2 separate regions of the Sus scrofa genome follow, and region 1 is linked to region 2. The links are chromatin contacts, called in public Hi-C maps. All regions are on one chromosome and are shown on one strand. Each heading gives the region's core, a stretch centred on a gene start, on an enhancer-like site or on the middle of the called end of the contact. The rest is flanking DNA. Distances are from core to core; before and after follow the strand shown.

The links. A called contact is a pair of places that touch in the nucleus more often than the background predicts.
Region 1: a contact with region 2 is called in a Hi-C map of embryonic fibroblasts, with 1.5 times the contacts expected there. The contact joins two enhancer-like sites. A contact is called at or near these places in 2 of 47 Hi-C or Micro-C datasets (embryonic fibroblasts and fibroblasts).

Annotation. Positions count from the first base shown.
Region 1 is chr1:255,866,889-255,871,013 of Sscrofa11.1, forward strand. The region is part of intron 4 of LOC102161373 (a long non-coding RNA gene); the gene reads left to right. Among named protein-coding and RNA genes, the nearest start is that of TNC, 240 kb to the left of the region's middle. Within about 2 kb of position 2,428, at least 7 of the 83 cell types and tissues checked have an H3K27ac peak or open chromatin away from gene starts, as enhancers often do. A contact at or near this core is called in embryonic fibroblasts, where this site is marked.
Region 2 is chr1:255,675,299-255,679,787 of Sscrofa11.1, forward strand. No RefSeq gene overlaps it. Among named protein-coding and RNA genes, the nearest start is that of TNC, 47 kb to the left of the region's middle. Within about 2 kb of position 1,788, at least 12 of the 83 cell types and tissues checked have an H3K27ac peak or open chromatin away from gene starts, as enhancers often do. A contact at or near this core is called in embryonic fibroblasts, where this site is marked.

The sequences.
Region 1 (4,125 bases), core at 1,178-3,677, 190 kb after region 2:
AGATTCTTTTACAAGCCTCAGGCCCATCATGGCCAAGAGAGGCCTCTGCTCCCACATTCTCACTGCCTTCCTCGCTCTAGTACCCAGACTGATGAAGCAGCTAATATTTGTAACACTGCTGCTAATCTTGGCATAAGGAAAGAAAAAGAGTTCTCCCCTTCCTGGGGGTCACCTGGATAATGCAATACACAGCCTGGAAGTGACACAGATTATTTCTGCACATAAACTGCACTGAACTGAACTGATTACTTGGATTGATCCAAAATGTGGAATCGGGAAGTACCGTCCAATCATGTATCTGGATTGAGGGGAAATCTATAAATCTGGCAAATGACAATAGGGCTGTTTAGGGCATAATAAAGAATTTGGCTTTTCCTATGAGTAAAATGAGATGCCATCAGAGGGTATGATCAGAAAAGTGAGTGAAGAATGAAATGGAACTTCACTGAGATCTTGGCTCAGCTATTTACAATGTGCATGGTGGGATACTGTCAACTAAGATAATAAAACCTACCTTATTGTGTTGAAGATTAACTTTTTATATATATACACACATACACACATATAATTATATAGAATATTTTTCTATACCTATGTTAGGTATAGAATATTCGGTTTGAAGATTAAATTATATATAATTATATATATATAAAATATTAGGTATAGAAAATTTTTCCATAAACAGTGATTGATTGAATTTTCTATGTACCTCTTTGTTTTATAAAATAAGCATTAATTTCACCAAAAACAACAAAGTATTTTCATCATTAAATTCACAAGGCCTAACAAGGTTTGCCCCACTTTACTCTCTTAATAGGTATGCATAATCTCCAAGGCTGGCCGAGAGTAGGTGCAAGATGCAGAGAACATCTGCTTATGTGTCCTTCTTAGAATTCATAGTTTATCAAAAAAAGTGGGGGGGCTGTCACCTTGAATATGAAAGGTCAGGATAGCAATTCGTAAGCCCCAGTTAATGATCAAGCTCCCCGGCTTCCCAGCTGCAGAGTCTGGTAGAGGCATGTTCTCTGTGACCCATGGCTTGAGGAACTGTTTTGGAATAGGATTAGCTGTCACCTTCTATTTCTGAGATAAGATATGACCTACCCATAGCTGACACATCTGTCAACCCCACAGAGTCTTTGTTCAAAGAGAAAGGTAGCAGCAGTTGCCATGCCTAGAAATAGAATTACAAGAATCCTGAAAAGCTTGCTCTGAGTGTGTGTCATCAGTATATGCATAGAGGTGCCACGGTCCAGGGTCAACCTTAAGGTACAACGGAGGAGTTAGGGATGCTTGCTGTGCTCCTCTGCATGTGTCTCCTCTCACTGCATGGTCTCTTTCCCACATCCCTGCCATCTTGGTCAAGCAGTAATGCTAACTTTGGCTCACCCAGTCAGCTCCTTTCCCTCGTCCCATCCTTGTCTTTTCTCTAAAGGTACTCATCTTTTACGCCACTGAGCACATTCAGCCAGTAGCTGTGAACATAGAGACCAGAATATCATAGCTATGATGAACACCCATTTTGATTTGCTCAGGACAGTCATGGCTTTTGCCTAGGGCATCACCTGAGACTGGGCTTAACCTGTTTGGGAGCTCATTCTTGCCTTGGGAGCTGAACTTTGTATTAGAGACATGCCTCGGGGGAGAGACATCAAATTATGGTCCTTAATTCCTATGGGTTCAAATACTTTGGAAACCATCTCGATAATGCTGATTTCTGGGTCTTATCTTGGACCTGTCTAACTAAGCTGATTGGAAATGGGATCTGAAGATGTAAAAGCTCACAGATTTTTTCAATCCTCATGAATGTTTAGAAACCACTAGGTTAGTGGCTGTTTGAACAGATCAGTGCAATGAAAGAACATACATATTATCAAGACCCAATAAGGGTGGCCGCCACTATCTTCATCTGATCATTGAGAAAACAGAATCAGAGGAGTTACAATTAGAAGAAGACCCAAAATATTTGGTTACAAAAGAGGGAGATAATTGTTCTTTGCCATCTTACAAGGGAGTGGCAGTGAAGTGCCTGCCCAGATTCATGTCTCCTTGAAGCAGGAGGGCCTTTCCATAGCTTGGGGAAAATAAAACGATTTAGGCTGAAACACTTATTTTGATCCGTTGGCGAACATTTTTCTTAAAAGTCTGGAAAAAAAAAACCCGTACAATCAAGCATAAAATGATCCTATCACCTTGAGTGAACCCCTTGAGATCCTGCTGCCTCTGACTGTATCTAGAAAGTCAGGGGAATTTTCCAGGGCAAAAGTGACTCTTGCCTGAAGTTTGTGTTTCTATTCATGTTAAAGGAATTGGAAAAAAGCTTAGATTTTTGGGAAATAGTAACTCATGGGTTACCAAGCAGATGGCAATTTCCCCTCTGCATCTTGTCTAAAAACACGCATTGAGTGTGTCACAAGCAGAGCCCAGCCTGGGTACAGCTCTATTACTCAGTCTGAAAGCATTTGCTTCTGAATTTCTCATGTCGGCAAGGATATAAATACAGACCTTAGAACGTTTGTAGTGAGGTGGTTTTGGAAACCTGCAGGGGTAGCAGTATCAGTACAGAATCTGGAGAAAGAACATTTGTTTTGGAATAGGTTTGATTTATAGAAGGAGCACTTTGATCCCTTCCTTTGGAAGCACAATTTTCCTCTGACCAGTTCGTTTTTGGCCATTGCCCATAAGGCAATCATTCATTTACTCCTTATTCAACCAACAGAGAGCAAGAGTGCTGATTTAGAGCAAAGACAGTCAAACTCTAATGGGCATACACATCACATCAGGACCTAGTTAAAATGTGGATAGTGGCAGTTCCCATTATGGCTCAGTGGTGACAAACCCGACTAGGATCCATGAGGATGTGGGTTTGATTCCTGACCATGCTCAGTGGGTTAAAGATCTAGGGTTGTTGCTGTGAGCTGTGATGTAGGTCACAGATGCGGCTTGGATCCTGGTTGCCATGGCTGTGGTGAAGGCCGGCAGCTGCAGCTCCAGTTTGAGCCCTAGCCTGGGAACCTCCATATGCCACAGGTGTGGCCCTAAAAAGCAAAAAATAACAAATAATTTTTAAAAATGCAGATAGTGATTCAAGAGGCCTGAGACACTGCATTTCTAACCAGTTCCCAGGTGATGTGATGTCAGCTGGTCAGTGGGCCACACTGAGTAACCAGGGCACGCATGGTCTTTTACCCAAGCTTTCTCATCCAAGCTTTACCACTCACTAGCTATAAGAATGGGAACGTTTACTGAACTTCCAAATCTCCATTTCCTCATTTTAAACACTTGCATGTAATACCTACAGATAATGAGAATACCTGACATACAGGCTATAGCAAGGACATTACTACAGTAATGCAGGCAAAGTGCTAAAATAACTTCTTTTGTTTATTTATTTATTTTTTCCATGGCATGTGGAAGTTCCCAGGCTCGGGGTTGAATTGGAGCAGCAGCCACAGCCACAGCCATGCAGGATCCGAGCCGTGTCTGCGACCTACACCATGGCTCATGGCACGCCAGATCCTTAACCCACTGAGCGAGGCCAGGGATCGAACCCACATCTTCATGGTTCCTAGTCGGGTTCATTAACCACTGAGCCATGAAAGGAACTTCCGATTTCTTATAACATCATCTTGTATCAGTTAATGTGTTCTATCATTATAACCAGGCATTTATTGTTTGCCTAGCACATACTAGGGCTCTGGGAAGAGAAATAGAAGATGTGATTCTTATCTCCTGGGACTGAATAGCCTGGTAGGTAAAGCAGATAGGCAATGTACAGATATATTCATCTCCAGTAAGTTAGCAGATGGACCAGGTTAGCAGATGCTGTGATGGCAGAATTACTTGTCAGGGAGTCAGGAAGCCTGGGTCCCTTTTTCCTTTGTCATAAGGATTTTGCACAAGTTCCTTTCCTTCTCTAGATTGCCCTCTCCCCATTCACTACAGAACAATTATACTAGACCACACAGTCCCACATCCCATGTCATGACATGCTAACTTTATGATCCACGGTCAAGTTTCTTATACTCCCAGAACTTATCTTCCTTATTCACAAAGTCGAAACTATAAAATGGCAGTTGTGAGGATTAAATAGATTAGTATAAATTACTCCGATAATTATCTTGC
Region 2 (4,489 bases), core at 538-3,037:
CTGAGTAAGACCTAGGAGGAGAGGCTGGAAAGATGGAATGCAACAATGGAAAACTTGACTCGCTTGAAAATTTGTTCATGAGCCAGTCCTGAAATCAAATATGATCTCATCAAAGCTTTCCCTCTTGATCATAGCCATATATTCATGTGTGTGTGTGAGAATGTATGCGTGCGTGCGTGTGTGTGTGTGTGTGTGTATGTTTCAGACTACAAAGTGGTGTCATACAGGGTTTTGGCAGCCTTGTGTGTTAAGCACAACAGAGTCCCTCTCATTTATTAATGAGGAGGAGGCTAGGGTTTGAGGAGTGACCTTCCCAAGGCCTACAGCCTTGACCTACACCGCAGGCCTTCTGACGCACATGGCAGCTGGTCTGTTCCCTTTTCATGCCTTGAAGCTGAAAGGTCTTCAGATACCTCAGCGATGACTCTTTGCCTCCACCTCTTTTCTGAAAGAGTTCAACACACCTTACTGTCTGGAACTTTACCATGAAGGTTTGCAATGGTATTCAATGGTAGGATCATGCAGTTTTTTCGTTGTTGTTGTTGTTGTTGTTGTTGTTTTTAACCATGGGATAATATGGCAAAAACCCACCCTGAGAAAAGTGATGAAAAGTAGGAAATCAAGACCAAGGGAAGCGAATAAAACGGGGTTGTGATGATCATTGTACAACTATACATGTAATAAAATTCATTGAGTAATTAAAAAAATAAACCAACCCTAAAAAAATAAAGAATAAAAATATGCTTCACAAAAAAAAAAAAAAAAAAAAAAAGACCAAGGGAAGTGAGACCACAGACAGGCAAACCTCATGTATCCTCAAGATTGGAATATTGGATCTCACTGGGGGCCTTGACTTCCCCAACATTCAAAGAAAAAAAGGGAGATAGATTTAGTTGCCTGTTCGTGGGTCAAAGAATTCTTTGGGAAGCCTTTAGGTATCAGAGAATGCTTTTCAAGGAGCTTTAGCATTTATTCAGCAAATACCAGACACTGTGCTAAGTCGTGGGAGCAGAGGATGTGGCCCTCGTCTTTGTCCTGGTCTCCGTGAAAATTAGTCGGCAATTAGTAATATCCTTCCTGCCTCAGTTTACTGGGCAACCGGAGATGTTAAGTCAGAATATCCACACTCAAAAACCCAGACATGTGCCCTGCACAGTCATGGGAGCTCACACCTGGGAGTCTTCAGCAAGTAATTGAAAATAAGTTCTTTGGGGTTCTTTTCTTATACTCTTTTTGTCCTAAGCAGCAGTCTGGTCCCACCATTGCAGTGGGGAGAGGACAGCTTGACAGCTGCTGGCACAGCAAAGTGTAAGTCTTGCCGGCAGACTTTTCCCCTGAGTAAATGGGTCTTTCTCTGAGGGCAGATGCTGGCCTTCTTGATGACTCACTTCTGAGGGGCTCAGCCCCGCCAGGATTTGAAGAAAGGAAGAGGCCTGGCGCCAGGCCCAGCACTGGTGACATTGTGGCTTCTTGCCTGCCTTTTAGTCGTTGCCCCAGTGGGCACATCTGTGCCCGGAATTTGTCAGTTGGTGTCAAAAGACAATGAAGGTTTGTTGCCTGTATCCGAAGCGATGACTTCATGGTTCCTTTCGGGCAGAATAACAGTTAGGATGGAGGAGGTGGGGGATGAACGGAGTCAAAGGGGCGCATTACAAAGTTTGAGTTTCATAGTGGATAAAATCTAGAACGCTTCTTATCTGGGAAGCTGTAGAAGTCCAAAGCCTTAACCATGTTGGCAATAAGGACCCAAGTTTCCTCCCGTGTAGCTAATTTTAAAAGGAGTTATGAGTCTCCAAGTCATTGGGGCGACGTGCGTAGACTTATTTTCCTTTCCTGTGCTGAAAAGCATGATGTAGAACAGTGGCTTTTAAAATTTTTTGACAATGATCCATAGCAAGAAGTAAATTTTATATGGTGACTCGGAGCATACAAATGTACTGAAAAAGCTTTCATGGAAAATGCCACTGCACTGTGTAATACCCAAGGACAGTTCCTATTATATTTTATTTGTTAAGGTACTGCATTTGTAAAAATCCGCTTGTGCCCCAATACCTTGGCTTCACAACCCCTTAAGAGATATGACCTGCAGGGGGAAAATGTGCATGTGGAGCAAAGACCCAGGAGGTCTGGGCTCAATGCCTAGGTTTCCACCTTAGGTGCTGTGAGAGATTCGGAGCCTTAGTGAGTCGTTCAGCAAGGGCCACATTATGCTTTGGTAATAAACAACCCCCTTATTGCTTAAAACAATAAGATATTTGCCTCTCATCTAAATCCAGGGCTCTACTCGTTGTGCTGCCCAGAGACCCACGCTGATGGAGCCTCCTTGTCAACCCCCTTCCTTAGAGAGCAGCTCCAGCCATGAACCTGGGACAGTCATGGCACTGGGGTTGGTCTCGTGGGCATGTGCGCTGTAGAGTCACACAGGACCCCATGCACAGAGATCCTGTGTCACTGCTCGCATTCTTAATAGTTTTTGAAAAGGACGTCCCATGTTTTCATTTCGCGCCATGCCCCACATATTATGTAGCCAGTCTGTGTACAGTCTCTTTGAGCCTCCATTTTCTCATCTGCAAAATGGGTTAATAGTGCAGAACTCTTAAGAGGACCAAAAGAAGGAAGGCAAAAGGGATGTATGATGTATATGAAGATAACTGCTGGAGTTCCCGTCGTGGCTCAGTGGTTAACGAATACGACTAGGAACCATGAGGTTGCGGGTTCGATCCCTGGTCTTCCTCGGTGGGTTAAGGATCTGGCGTTGCCGTGAGCTGTGGTGCGGGTCGCAGACGCAGCTCGGATCCCATGTTGCTGTGGCTCTGGTGTAGGCGGGCGGCTACAGCTCCAATTCAACCCCCAGCCTGGGAACCTCCATATGCTGCGGGAGTGGCCCTAGAAAAGGTAAAAAGCCAAAAAAAAAAAAAAAAGAAAGAAAAAAAAAAGATAACTTGTTTTCAGCTCAATGACCTCATCCTCAGTGTGTAGAAAACTTCTACTTAAACTTGTCTTGTCGCCTTGAAGAGCTATCCTTCCTCGCATTGCTCTCCCCGCTTCCTTCCGCTGACCTGAGTTTTGTTCATTATTCAAGACTCCCCTCAAGTGCCTCCCTGGGTCCGTTTTCCATGGCTTCTCAGCACCTCTGCACCGTTCATTATGGGTCCTTCCTTTATGACCCTCTCGATTCAATTTCATCCTCTCCATCTGACTCCCCCACCCTAGCTCAGGAGCCCTCACTCTTTGCCTGGAGCATTTAGCAGCCTCCTAATTAGCTGTCCCTTCTCCTCTTAGTCTTTCCATTTCACCCTCCACAATGCCAGGGTCATGTTTTCCTTAATCTAAAGTTTCTTTTTGCTTTTCTTTTTCCCTTCTCTTCTCTTTTCCTTTTTCTCTTCTTTTCTTTTCTCTTTTTTATGCCGGCACCTGCTGCATACAGAGGTTCCCAGGCCAGGGATCAAATCCAAGCCACAGCAGCCATCTACACCACAGCCGCAGCAATGCTGGATCCTTAACCCGCTTTGCCAAGCGGCAACTCCTAAAATGCCTTGTCTATGATTTCCGTTTCCATAGGCAGAACACCTCAGGGGCTCCTGTCACACAAGAGCTGTAGGCCTTGGTCTTGCATTCAGCATCTGGCTCCAAGGCCCCCTTCCAGTCTGTGGTTCCTCTGTTTCCCTTGTGACCCCTGCCTCCCTGCTCCCCACACCATCTCTGGAATAGAGTTTGTTCTCCTGGCTTTGGTTCTTTACACGTTTTCTTCCTTCTGCTGAAGTGACCTGCCCCACAGCCTTCTCTGGGAAGAATTCAACCCACCTTTCACTGCTCGGCTGAAATCCAGTCTCCTCTCCAAAGACCTCCTGTGAGACTCCATCCTTCCTCTAAATTCCTATAGTGTTTCTTGGAATTTGACAATTCACCCAGTGTCCTGGTTGTATTTTCAGCTGGGTCTGTGTTCCAGAGAATAGGGACAATAATGAGGTATACCTATTGTGTCAGCCATACTCCAGGGAAGGCCCCTGGAATGAAGCCGTCCTGCAGAGATTGCTTGGGGCTTTTCCTGAACCCCTCAGCCAGTCTGAATCTCCCTTCCTGCTTTGGGCCCTCTTGGCACTGGATCCATCCCTCTAGCATAACACTCACCACTTTCCATTCTACTTACTTCTTGACAGGACTGGCTCCCCCGCTAGGCGTGTCTTAGTCATTAGTGTGGCACTAATGCCTCTCCCAGCGCTTGGTGCTCAGTCGGCACTCAGATAATGCATGGACAGATGGAAGGATAGAGACCCAGGTAGAAAGGGATGTTGCTGGCTACTGTGGATGTGTGTGGCGGGGAGTGTCTGCGTGCTGCATGCATCTCAAAATGTAAGATACATGGGGCTAACAGTTGATTTCCAAATCTTATTGGCTCCAAGTAACACATATTTTATTTTAAGTTACGTTATGTTATTTTATTTTTTGCCTTTTCTAGGGCTGCTCCTGTGGCATATGGAGTTTCCCA